Regions from separate parts of the Zea mays genome. Here all the other regions are linked to region 1. The links are chromatin contacts, called in public Hi-C maps. All regions are on one chromosome and are shown on one strand. The core of a region is the stretch at or near the end of the contact, and the rest is flanking DNA. Distances in the headings are between cores, read along the strand shown. Region 1 holds the start of LOC103626987 (transcription factor GTE4). Region 2 has its middle 20 kb from the start of LOC100273354. Region 3 holds the start of LOC100273354.

Region 1 (4,294 bases), core at 464-2,963:
GATCGGTCTTGAATTGGTGTCCAATGCCATGTGGTGTCTCATCGAATCTGACCTCTCTAGGAAGTGCAGGTCAATTGGTGGAGGTGGAAACTTCTTCGGCAATGGAGGACACGATGCAAGGTAGTTAACCTCAGCCTCAATCTCAGGCCACTGTGCCTCGAAGATTCCTGACAACTGCTCTGCCATAAAATGCACATCCTGACCCTTGGGATTATATGTCATCGCATTATGGAAAGTGAGCCGGACATCCTCAGCAAACTCCTTCGGGTTCCTGTACTGTCCGCGGCTAAGCCGTCCCCTTATCGTGCCAAGATCCATTGGGTGCTTGATAATAGTAAAATAATCATGCAAACCAAGTGCAACTGGATCAACAGGCTTATTAAACACCCACCCAAACTTGTGCTTCATTAAACGGCTTAGAAGTGACGAGGACTTCTTGAACGCATGAGAGTACAGCCGCCGCTCAGCATCAAAGTCTGCGCCACGAGATTCTAGGGACCTATGCTTCTTCTTGTGGTGCTTAGATTTCTTGCGCACATGTGAATCTGAGGGAGGGATCCTATCCTTGGCAAGCAAGAACTCCGAATTTTGGTACAATTGATTGGCCTTTGGCGTCCGCTTCACCTTCTCAAAGGCTTCATTATGAACAACCGACACGGTTAGTGGTCTGCGCTGCAGCATGGAACGGGCAGGAGTAACAGCAGCTGCAATCTGAGCAGACATGGGCACCGCCATATCACCAGCTGAGAACTGCAGTTGCACATACCCAGCATCCACCACCTGCTGCTGTGTTGGCAGCACCACCATGGGCAAAGGCGCAGGCTCAGAAGCCTCCTGCTGCGCCAGGGCCTCGGCAGCCTCCTTCAGCCGCTTGGAGAGCACGCGGACCTGGTCGAGCTCCCCCGCCAGTCGGCGCCGCAACTCACTCCTCACCCTGCGTTTCCGTGCTTTCTCAGACTTCTCAGCCGCGGCCGCCGCCCGGTCGTCGCCGTGGCCGTTAGAAATACCGCCGCCGACACGGTTCACCTCAGATGAGGGGTCCCCCGAGGCGGCACCGCGTTCCCCAGGTGGCCCCCGGGCGGGAACCGAGGCCGGCGCTGCCGGATCGGGCCGCGCCGCAGCGCCAACCGTGTCCGCGCGGCGGATGGAGCGACGAATCGAGGATAAGGTTTCGGAAAGGGGATTCGGGGCCGGGGCAGGAGCAAGGGCAGGGGCAGGGACGGAGGCGGGGGCGGGAGCTGGTTCTGGAGGAGGTTTAGGGGTTTTGCGGGGGTGCTTACGGGTGTAGACCTTGATCTCCGTGGCCCAGCGCGGCCTGAGCGGAACGGCGGGAGCAGCAAGCACCTCCACGGCGGGGGCAGGGCCCGGCGTCGGCTCTTCCCCGCCGGCGCCGTCGCCGGGAGGGTCGGAAGCCATGCATAAACCCTAAATCCGAGGCCCACGAAGCGGGGGAAGGCGCGGAATTGGAGAATTCAGGAGGGCTTTTGCTTGGAAACCCTAGGGAATTTTTTTCTGTGGTGCATCGCGGCTCCGATTTGATATTTTCCTGCGGCTATGGCGCGGTGGAGCGTGGCTGGGGGAAGAGGTTGGTGGCAGCGTCGGAGGTCGGACGCGTCTCTGCTTTTCTGGGGAGGACTGCAGCTGAGCCGACGTCGCAAAGACGGGTGCTGGCGAGGGCGCTCGTGTAATCCTGGTCGTTAGAATTGGCTTGCCTGGACATCCGAGGTACTTTCCCGGACGAAATTCAGTGGATTTTAAAAAAAACTTTCTCGGTACTGTCCGGAAAATAAATTTCGTCAAAATTTATGTATCCATTAACATCGTACCTAGAAAATGTCCTGACCGGCTGACCCTATAGACAAAGTCATTTGCTACTTGTCCAAATTCATCATTAATAGATAGATTTTTTTGGCCCTACAAGTTGCTAGGTTGTTATATTATTATCACGTAAGAGAAACTTCAAATGACAAACTAAGTACGAGCTAGATAGGATGGTACCTTCTGTTTGAACTAGAAATTAAAGTCAGACAATTCATTTTCCGCACCCTATATAAGAAGGGTATCATAATCTTGTGAAGTTGGATCCCTTGATCGATGCTAGAATTCATCAAGAAATTCTTACATGTATGACGTTACCTCGTCAAGGTTGGTCAACATATATGGCACCACTCTTCATGTCTCAAGGTCTTAGTGGTCAAACCACTTGCCCTTCCATGTTGCCCTCGAAAAATGCTGAGGTTCGATTCATTTTCGCTATCATTGCAACGAGGGGTGAATTATGCACACTCAAGAGTTTATCACCGTCGTAAGTTGTTGTGGAGTTTGACACCTCCTCTAGTATGTATGCTTCTGCAACGGAAGCCTTGATCTTGCATTTATTTCTACATTTCTTTCGAATAGTCTTTAGACATCTCTCAAACGGATAGCACTAACGTCCCTCCACGCCCCCATTCATGCCTCATACAGGAGATGCAGAATCAAATGTTGCATCAGATTGAAGAAGCCAAGTGGAAAGATCTTTTCTAACTTACATAGTAACACGATTGCCATTCTTTCCAAGTTTGCAATCATGGTCCGAGATAACTCCTCTGCACAAAACTGGCAGAAAGAAATAGCTCAATTCTGCAAGCACTAGCCATAAATGATTAGTGATATAGCATCAAACCATCGCCGGAAGAAATCGTTCAATCCATATGTGGTAGTCACGACTCTTCATCCATAAGACTCACATAGTAGATAAATTCACCCCCTACTCATGTTAGCTACATACACATCAGGGAACATTAACATCTTGATCCACTCTTGTACTTCCCTCCTCTGGGATTTGCTCAGGACGAAATCGACCTTAGGCCTTCTCAATGTCTTTCCACTACTGGCTTCATCTCTTGGTTTGGTCTATCACATAATGCTGTCAGATCCACTCTTGCCTTTATGTTATCCTTTGACTTATCATAAATGTCCATGATTATTGCACAAAGTGCTTCGACAACATTCTTTTCAGTGTGCATCACATCAATATTGTGTGGAAGGAGAAGGTCATCATAATAGGGGAGCCGAATCAAGCCCAACTTATGGGTCCACATATGTTGCTCATCATATCCCACAAACCCATTGACCACAAGACCATCTATCTATTGACGAACTTTGGCACCAGTCATCATTGCAGGTGGGTGGTCTGTCACTACGACACCTTTCGTAAAGTTCTTAATGTCTAGTCTGAATGCATGGTCAGGAGGGAGAAATTGTAGATGTTTATCAAATGACGAATATTTTCCACCCTTCTTCAACAAGTTGCACCTAAGAGCTTCCTTGCAAACTGGGCATGAGAACTTACCGTGAAGACACGAGGCAGAGAATAACACATACGTCAGGAAGTCATGCATGGAGTACTGGTACCAAACATGCATTTTGAGATTTTTCTTTGTAGCTCGGTTGTATGTCCATACCCCTTCCTTCCAAGCATAGACCAATTCATCAATCACAGGCTTCATGTACACACCCATTTTATTTCTCAGGTGTCCAGGAATTATCAACAACAAGAACAAGTTATGTCATTGAAAGCATACACCTAGGGGAGAGATTGAGGGGCATAACGAACACATGCCAACATGTGTATGGGGCAGCCATCAGTCCATAAGGATTGAACCCATTTGTGGCCAGGGAAACACGTACAATACGAGCCTATTCAACTTTCTCATGGTGAATGGCATCAAAGTGATCAAAGTGGGTCCATGCTTCACCATAGGATGCATGTACCATCTTGTCAGGATTGTATCATTTGCCATATTTGTGTCATGTCATCTGTTCCGCGGATTCCTCGGTCATGTATAGCCACTGGATCCTCGGTATGAACGGAAGGTGGTGTAGCATTGTCACGGGGATGTCAAGTTGCCTCTTCTATCCATCACCATAGTCTACCTCCATGAACCTAGGCAATTTACACTTCGAACAATACTTTGCCTCCATGTATTCTTTCCTAAATAGGATGTAGCCCTTTAGACAAGCATGTGTCTGCTCATACATCATCTTGAGTGCACGAAGGAGTTTCTGTGCCTCGTACATGTTCTTTGGTAGAACGTTGTGGGGGACAGATATCCCCCGGGTCCACTGGAAGGGTAAAAGACCTCACGAGAGGCCCAAGGGCCCGATAAATCGTAAGGCCATTCCTTCGTGGGCCTAGGGAGGGACAATCAGTAAAGCAGGTTGATGTAAGGCCGGGTAGGCGCAAACCCGGACGGCCCCACAGCGACGAGCAAGCGACCGCAACAGAAGGTCCGACTTTCCCGCGCTGGAG
Region 2 (3,931 bases), core at 383-2,882, 210 kb after region 1:
AGAATGCTAGCTTGGCTCGCTACAAAATTAAAACGAGCCGAGTCGAGCCGAGCTACTAACGAGCCGAGTCGAGCGAGTTATCGAGCCACGAGTATTTCGTCCAGCCCTACGCACAACCCATCGCTTAGCGCTCCCTGAGCCAACCCTCATTGGAATTAACTCCTTTCCCAACATACCCCCGATCATTTGCTCGATGAAGTCCTCCATAGGTCTAGCCTCCGCGTCGAGCACTGAGCCAGTTGGTTTGCATGTCTCTGCCATTTCAAGGGTGAAGGTTGCGGAGGAGGCCCCCACGTCCATCTCCCTTGAGATGGCTTGCGGAGTCTTTGTTGATGTCTAAGACAGTGCAAATACACTCGTTGGCGTCCTCCGCCTCTTCGGGCGCACCTTTGTGTCATTCATATGCAAGCCCAATCTGTCTAAACACACGATTCAAGTGGACGCGGCTCGATACCCTTATCCACCTCATGCTCTATAATAGGACCAACCAGGTCTTCTGCCTCTTTGTCTGTCTCTGCTACAAAAATGTCCCATGAACGATCACCCAGATCCACAACAAAAGCATGACTTAAAATTTGTTTCAAAAAACCAGCAAAGTCTCTTCGCACAATTGGTCCAACAAACCACCCACGGCCCAATGGCCAAATCCCGCAAGCTAGGTACTCTTCAACCAAGTCCCTGCCACTACAAGTAACCACAGCAAAATTGAAGGCCTGATCATCGCGATCCCTCTCTGCAACTACATAGCACCAAAAAGCCTCAAACTAAAATGAAGACATAATGCTTGGCTGAGGCCATGACTTGCCCTCCTGATAGCGCACATAAAACTAGCTCTCCGTCCACCCTCACTTGTTCTTTGTATAGGGGGCTAACTCAACCACCTTCTTCTTGGTCTCGCCCGCCTTCGGGTAAACGTAAAGCACTCGAACTGATCAACAACCCCATCCATAACCCTTTCCTATCAATGCATGCAATAGCGTTTAGCGAAGACCTCAACTGATGGAGAGCTCCATCGAAGGTGGTCGTCGCATAAACAAACTTGCTCAAAGCCACTATAGCATTCAGTGTCAATTGGTGAAGTCGAACCTTGTATTTTTCAAGCACCCCAAGTAGAAACTCGTGGCATGGCAAGCGAGTTCCGACAGCAAAAAGTCTCTCGAAGACCATGACCTCGCCTTTCGGTCGTGGTGTGGTTTCTGCTCCTGTGGCCTGGCCATAACCAGTAGGAAAGTGCCCCAATGATATCATCATCTCCTTAACTCTCTACAACGAGGTTTTTGGCCCACCCAACTCATAGTTTTTAGGGCCTAGCCCACCACAACGACCAACCCTAGCGAAAGACAAAGCGGCACCTGACTCGACCGCTGGAGTAGTAGGAGTTATCCCGCTGCTCGGCAACGGCGGCGGCGGCGTCACCATACTACCACCACTTGGAAGAGGAGGCATGACTGTGTACTGAGGACAATGATGACTGGCGGTTTTTAGGCATGTCAATGTGGAGGAGATCGACATCGTTCTCTCCGCCAGCAGCGCAACTAATAGTGGCTTCAAAAACGACACCGCGGTAGCCTAGCCTTGGGACCGCGCAAGCGGGCATTTATAGTCAAATCCCAGTGGCTAACAATACAACCATTGATTTTTTTTTAACGGTCACATCCAGCGGCCCCCCGAGGTGATTCACCAAATGATCGAGGGCAGCACTTGTCCCCATCAAATGAAGGACTTCGGGATTGGCCCTTCACGATGAACCATTCCCTCAGGGGCTGCTATTGGAGTGGTGGTCGAACCAGTCCTCGATCAGCAACGTGAAGGTTTGCCCCTCGTCTTGACTAACCATAATTGTACATGACCACAAACAACCGGAGCCTTCGCCTCTTAGCGATTTTGATGGAGCCTCCAATCCAATAGCTAACGACCGACTGTGATGAGGACAGGCACCCAAGCGAAGGACCAAGCACGGGACAAGTATCAAAACTAAGGACTTCGCTGAGCATGACTCAATGGCCTTCAGCACAAGCTACTCTCCCAAAAAGCCCGAAGGGCATCAAGGCGTGAAGGCTCCCCGGATGACAATGAAAGCTTCAGGGAATGTGACCCATCCAAATTGCTAGTCTAGAGCAGGCTCCTTGGAGGGCCCACATGTCATTGTAACTAGTGGGTATAACTATGAGTGCACACCATTAAAGGGGGTTGTGGTGTTGTAATTACCCTGTTACACGAAATATTGTGAAATTGTAGTTAGTAACCAAGGGTATGAACATACTTTATACCACCTATCCTAGGTTGCCCTATAAATACCCCCGTCATGTAGCTAAATGGGACACGCATAACGAGACGCTACAGTTTCCTACCTAACGTTTTGTTGTGCATTGTGCCCTCCTTTCCACCTTTGAGTGTTCGGGTCCACCTATCAGTACCCAATAGGCCCCTTAGACTTAAAGTATTTATTCATTTGTTGCCTAACAAGCAATGAAGTAGATAACTAGTTATACACTTCATTCTTATAAATAAATTTGATATTGTAAACTAAAAACACATTAAGATAAACTACAATGATTAATTGATTATTCGAAATTAAATCCAATGTCTTTGCTAGTCTATGGGCACTACTTTCTAATTGCACACAATCGATCTGAGTACTGAGGAACAAATGCAAGATAGTAGGAGGCAAAGTCGTAGAGGAAGAAGTAGAGGCGAAGTCGCAAAACATCAAACAACGCACGAGCAAAGGGAGTCAAACGAGTGAGGGAGAACGGTAGCCGGCAGACTGCGCTTCAGATCCTCGTATACGTAAATTGGTCTCGGTGGCTGGCCCCCTCCATCGTGGGCCCCTGGCTGTCGCTCTTGTGGCCATGGTTCAGAGCCAGGCCTAATTAATTCTCACACAAATGGAACCCTTACAACATCTCCAACAGTAATCCTAAATGGAATTGTATTTTAAAATATATGACTCTAACACCAAAAACTTGCTCAAACAAAGATCCTATTTCACAAATTCATCAATTAATTATAGGTCTTGGCCTCTCTGGTCCTAAATATTGGATCCCATATGTTAGAGCCCTATCCTTGTTTTGTATATTATTCCCAATCTTTTATTTTCTAAATAACATGATCTATTTCCTAATAACATGATATAAGACTCGACTATTTGAGCTGCAAATGTTTTTGGCCCTAAACTCTTGAAATCATGTTCTATTATAATTTTAGTACTCAACTTCTTGTTGGAGAATCTAAGCACAAATGGAAGTTTGTGGAATTTAGGAGCAAGCAATCTGAGCTTGTTGATAAGACAAGTCTAGATTGAGGAAGGCTGATAGAATTAGTTATCAATCTGGGGGTGTTTAGTTTCTTTAGTCACCCTCCTAAATTTTTAAAACTAAATTCCAGTTCCTAGAATTTCTATCTAGGAGGTCTCATCTAAAGTTTCGCATAAACCTGGCGACTCACACTTTTGGTCCGGGCTCATGAAAGTTAAGGATGTTTTATTTAGCCTTGGTGTTTTTACCCTTAGAAATGGTGAACAAATTAGGTTTTGGGAGGATAAATGGTTAGGTAACCAAACCCTCATGGTTCAATACCCATCCTTATACCAAATTGTTCGGCAGAAAAGTGCCACAATTGCCAATGTCTTCATATATGTCCTGCTTAATGTTTCTTTTGTAGAGCTTTAGTGGGTCATAACTTGGTTTTATGGCATAACCTTGTTCAGCATCTTGTGTATGTTAGATTAAATACTGGAAAAGATTATTTTAGTTGGAATCTAACCTCATCGGGGCAATTTACTGTTCAACCGATGTATAGGACTTTGATCAACAATGGTTATGTCTTCCATCACAAAGTTCTTTGGAAATTAAAATTGTCTTTGAAGATAAAAATCTTTGTATGGTATTTACTCAAAGGAGTGGTACTCACTAAAGATAACTTAGCAAGA
Region 3 (3,961 bases), core at 316-2,815, 230 kb after region 1:
AGTGTGTATATATAGAGAGAGACAAAGAGCAAGTGAATTTGTAGGAACAACGCCCACGGAGAACGAACGCAAGCCTATTTCCTCATCACAAGGAACGGAGGCATACATAGGTCTCATGTGTGAGCACTGAGCACCGCTGGTTCCGGATCATCCTCATGCCTTCCACCATGGGTCCTCGCCGGTCCTGAAGTCGGTCTCCACCCACGGGACGAAGAGGACCTTGCCGTCGTCGACGTCGGCGTGAACCAGGGCCAGCGACTGTTAATACAAGAACGCGCAATATTAATGCATACCAAGCAGATCAACAATTCGTTCCAATAAGGAAGATATCGCCCCAGCTAGCGTGCGTTTGTTTTTACCAGAGGCGCCGGTCCACGGACCACCTTGCCCTGGTTGTTGTACTGGGATCCGTGGCAGGGGCAGATGAACTTGTTCTCAGCGCCGTTCCACGGCACGACGCAGCCGAGGTGAGTGCACACGGCGTTGATCCCGTAGGTGGCCAGCGTCTTGTCCTGCTCCACCACCAGGTACGTGGGGTCACCCTGCACGCGCGGCGGCGCGCACAAACACGCCGGCCGTCAGCATCAGCACGACAGACATGCCTGCAGCTGCAGGTGACGACGACGATGGCGGTGGGGTGACTGACCTTGAGCCCCTGCGCGAGCGTGCGGTCGTTGGGACCGTGCGTGTTGAGCCACGCCTCCACCGTGATGTCGTTGCCCAGCTTGTCCTTCGCGTAGGTCCCGCCGCCGGCGTTCCCGGAGCTGCGTGCAAGATCAACAGGACGAGGTACTTTCCGTTAAGTGCTGGCTGGCAGCTAACACGTATGTACAGCGAGCCGCTAGGTAGCGAGACGACTCACCCGGCAGGGACGAAGAAGGCGCCGTAGGGGACGACCATGCCGACGGTGGGCAACGAGATGGCGCCGAGGAGGAGGAGGTTCATCAGCTTCCGCTTCTCCATGTCGGGGACGCGGTCGGCGGAGATGCTGCTCGCCGCCTGGCACACAATGCTCCGCTGGGCGCGCTCGCGGCCCATGCTCAGGCCAAGCCCCTTCACCGGCTTGCCCAGCGAAGCGCGGGACCGGTAGAGCTGACATTGCAGGCACGGGCAGCACATACAAATAAAGCATGCGTATTATTCGCGCGATTCAGATTTATCTTTGGTGAGCAAGATCGAACACGCTGATGAAGACTAGCAACGCCATGGGCAGAGACTCTGTTTCCCCACGGCCAAACTGACACGAGACAAGGGTCAAGGCCAGGTGAGAGAGGCGCCCCGCGGCGGAAGAAGGAAGTTGCTGGCTCACCTGGGTGGGATTGGCGGCGGTGGAGAGCGCCGCGGAGGTCGCCATGGCTGCAGCAGGCGAGGATCGGTAGGGGTCAGGAGTCGGGACAATACGGCTGGTGTTCACTCACTCGCGTCCACAGGCTTGCGGATGAGCCCCCGGTGCCGAGCCTAACTTTATCTTTGCGCCGGGTGGCGCGGGAGGCTGCCGGTGATTGGTTGAGGCGAAGCGACCGGCCTGCGAGCACCACATGTTCAAGGCTGTGGGCTGTGGCACACACGCGCGCTCTGCTTCTAGCGCCATTTATCGGTACTCATTCGAGATCAGTTACCTCAGCTTCACCGACGATTGAGTTTTTTTTCTTTACCATTATCTCTAGGACCACCTTTACCAGAATTTTTTTACATGCTTTCATTCCATAGAAAATTCACAAGTGCGATGGAAATTATATAAAAAAAAGAAAAAACTGTTATTTGAGCTTCATCTATCTCGTTCCTGTAAGAGAACATGATTTAAGTTGCTTCCATTATAAAGCTATTTACAAAAGATTTATTTATTTGACAAAAAGTATCTTTAAACAACTTATAAAGCTATGGTAAAACTATGTCAAACGGACTATAAATATAAATTATATAAACTATACATAGGGTAAGTATATTGTGAGCCCAACTTTCAATAGTTATATAAAGCCCCAGCAGCTCCCGGGACACATCCAACAACTAGGTGCATGCGATCGAAAGCGCGTCCCCTGCTATGCAACAGGTCAAACCTCCCTATGCGCATCAGTCAAATCATCGGTCCAACACCCAACCCCTCGTGGGTTGCACGTGATTAATTGCGGTTCTGTTTTTTTCGCAAATAGCATAAATAATTTACAGAAATAGCGTAAATTGTTTATAGAGATTCCATAAAAACCTCATCCAGCCACTAGACCACGTCCAAGCACATGCATGCAGATTCTATTTATATGGTAGGTCCGATAATTATGACAGACAGTGTGAGTTTACATTACATGTGCGCAAAATTTAGATGTCATTTTCGTTTTCACAGCATGCATGCAAAAAGTAGATGGCTCCATAAATATAGGATCGCTCCAACAACCATGCAACTAGGCTCGTTACAACCAGTTTATGAAATATAATGATGCTAATTATGCTACACAGTGTATGTATTTATACAATTCGGTACACTGCGTAAAAAATCTGTTTCTTGCTGCATTCGCACAAATTTAAAATAGTAGTAATGTGCAATGAAAGGAAATGAATTAGCATGCATGCTTTATTTCCTCCATAAATATAGGATCGCTCCAACAACAATGTAGTTAGGCTTGTTGAAACCAGTTTATGATATATATTGATACTAATTATGGTACATTGTTTAGGTATTTATGCAATGTGATACATCGTAAAAATCTGACATGCGGTTCACTGGTGGATGCATCTCCAGTTCGAGCATAAAAATCTTTAGTTTTGAGCATAAAAATCCATAATTACGAGCATAAATACTGATCCAATAAGAAAGTTGTTGAAAACCTCTTGATGTTGGCATAGATATGCATACAAAGTGTCATAAAAATATATACGCGATTGCATGTCGTCCCTCCACCAAGAACATACATTTTGGCGCGTTCCCCACCATACACATGCATGCGGTCCTATTTTTATGGTAGATCTGAAAAAATATGGCAACCACTATGCACATGCATGTGGTTCCTATTTTTATGCTGATCCGAAAATTGTGTCAAGTCATGGGAGTATCCATTGCATGCGCACAATTTTTAAACGACATTTTCGTTCCCACATCATACACACAAAAATTAGATGGCTAATATCACACAAAACGTAAATCGCTAAAGAAAGTCGCATAAATACCTACACCATACATCATAATTAATGAAAAATCCAAGTATGAGCTCAAACAACAGTCGCATGCATACGCAAAAATTGGAGGAGGTCGTTACTGGAGGACTCCGCCGCGACCACCGGATCGGAGGAGTTGGTCACCGAAGGACGCCCGAACCGCAGACCCTTGCAGTCCCCGCCTCACGCGACTGTCGTCGCCGCCGGAGCCACCCATGCCTAGCGTGGCAATCGTTGTTGGTGATGGCCACACCTCATGGGGCACCACCGACGCTCGCTCATCGGGGTCATCGTTGCTCGCCCACCTCGAGGCCTCAGGGTCGTCGCCGCTCGCCTGCACCGGGGCCCTGTCGTCGCTCGTGAAAGTCGCCTAGAGGGGGGTGAATAGGTGAAACCTGTAAATTATAAACTTTGAATAAAACTTCACCGGAGGTTAGCGTTAGAATGAGTAGTAATGAAATCGGAGTGCGGAAGATAATTCTTCCGGTCACGAGTTGTTCAATCAATGTGGAAAACTTTGGGAGCTAACTCAAAACGATTGCAAGCAAGAGAGCTTAGAGAGAGGGAATAGGAAGAATCAAAACGCAATACAAGATTAACACAAAGACACAGACGATTTGTTTCTCGAGGTTTGGTTCCAAAGAACCTACTCTCCGTTGAGGAGGCCACGTAGGTCGGGTCTCTTTCAACCCTTTCCCTCTCTCAAACGGTCACTTAGACCGGTTGAGTGCTTCTTCTTAATCTTAAGGGTCACTCAGATGCCGCAAGGATCACTACACAATTAGGTGTCTCTTGCTAGCATTACAAGTCACTG

What was found. Hi-C and Micro-C count contacts between places; a contact is called where the count stands out from the background.
Region 2: a contact with region 1 is called in a Hi-C map of leaf, with 6 times the contacts expected there. The contact joins the enhancer-like site here to the promoter of LOC103626987 in region 1. A contact is called at or near these places in 5 of 25 Hi-C or Micro-C datasets (ear, leaf, seedling and 1 more).
Region 3: a contact with region 1 is called in a Hi-C map of leaf, with 5 times the contacts expected there. The contact joins the promoter of LOC100273354 here to the promoter of LOC103626987 in region 1. A contact is called at or near these places in 2 of 25 Hi-C or Micro-C datasets (endosperm and leaf).

Annotation. Positions count from the first base shown.
Region 1 is chr5:145,216,550-145,220,843 of Zm-B73-REFERENCE-NAM-5.0, forward strand. It overlaps LOC103626987 (transcription factor GTE4), which reads right to left and starts at 1,714. Exons shown (of 5, transcript XM_008647345.4): 1 at 1-1,714. The coding sequence starts at 1,416.
Region 2 is chr5:145,421,834-145,425,764 of Zm-B73-REFERENCE-NAM-5.0, forward strand. No RefSeq gene overlaps it. Among protein-coding and RNA genes, the nearest start is that of LOC100273354, 20 kb to the right of the region's middle. Within about 2 kb of position 1,633, at least 7 of the 20 cell types and tissues checked have an H3K27ac peak or open chromatin away from gene starts, as enhancers often do. A contact at or near this core is called in leaf, where this site is marked.
Region 3 is chr5:145,442,051-145,446,011 of Zm-B73-REFERENCE-NAM-5.0, forward strand. LOC100273354 reads right to left here and starts at 1,566. Exons shown (of 5, transcript NM_001147793.2): 1 at 1,310-1,566; 2 at 863-1,092; 3 at 647-764; 4 at 360-542; 5 at 1-258. The coding sequence starts at 1,354. The coding sequence ends at 154.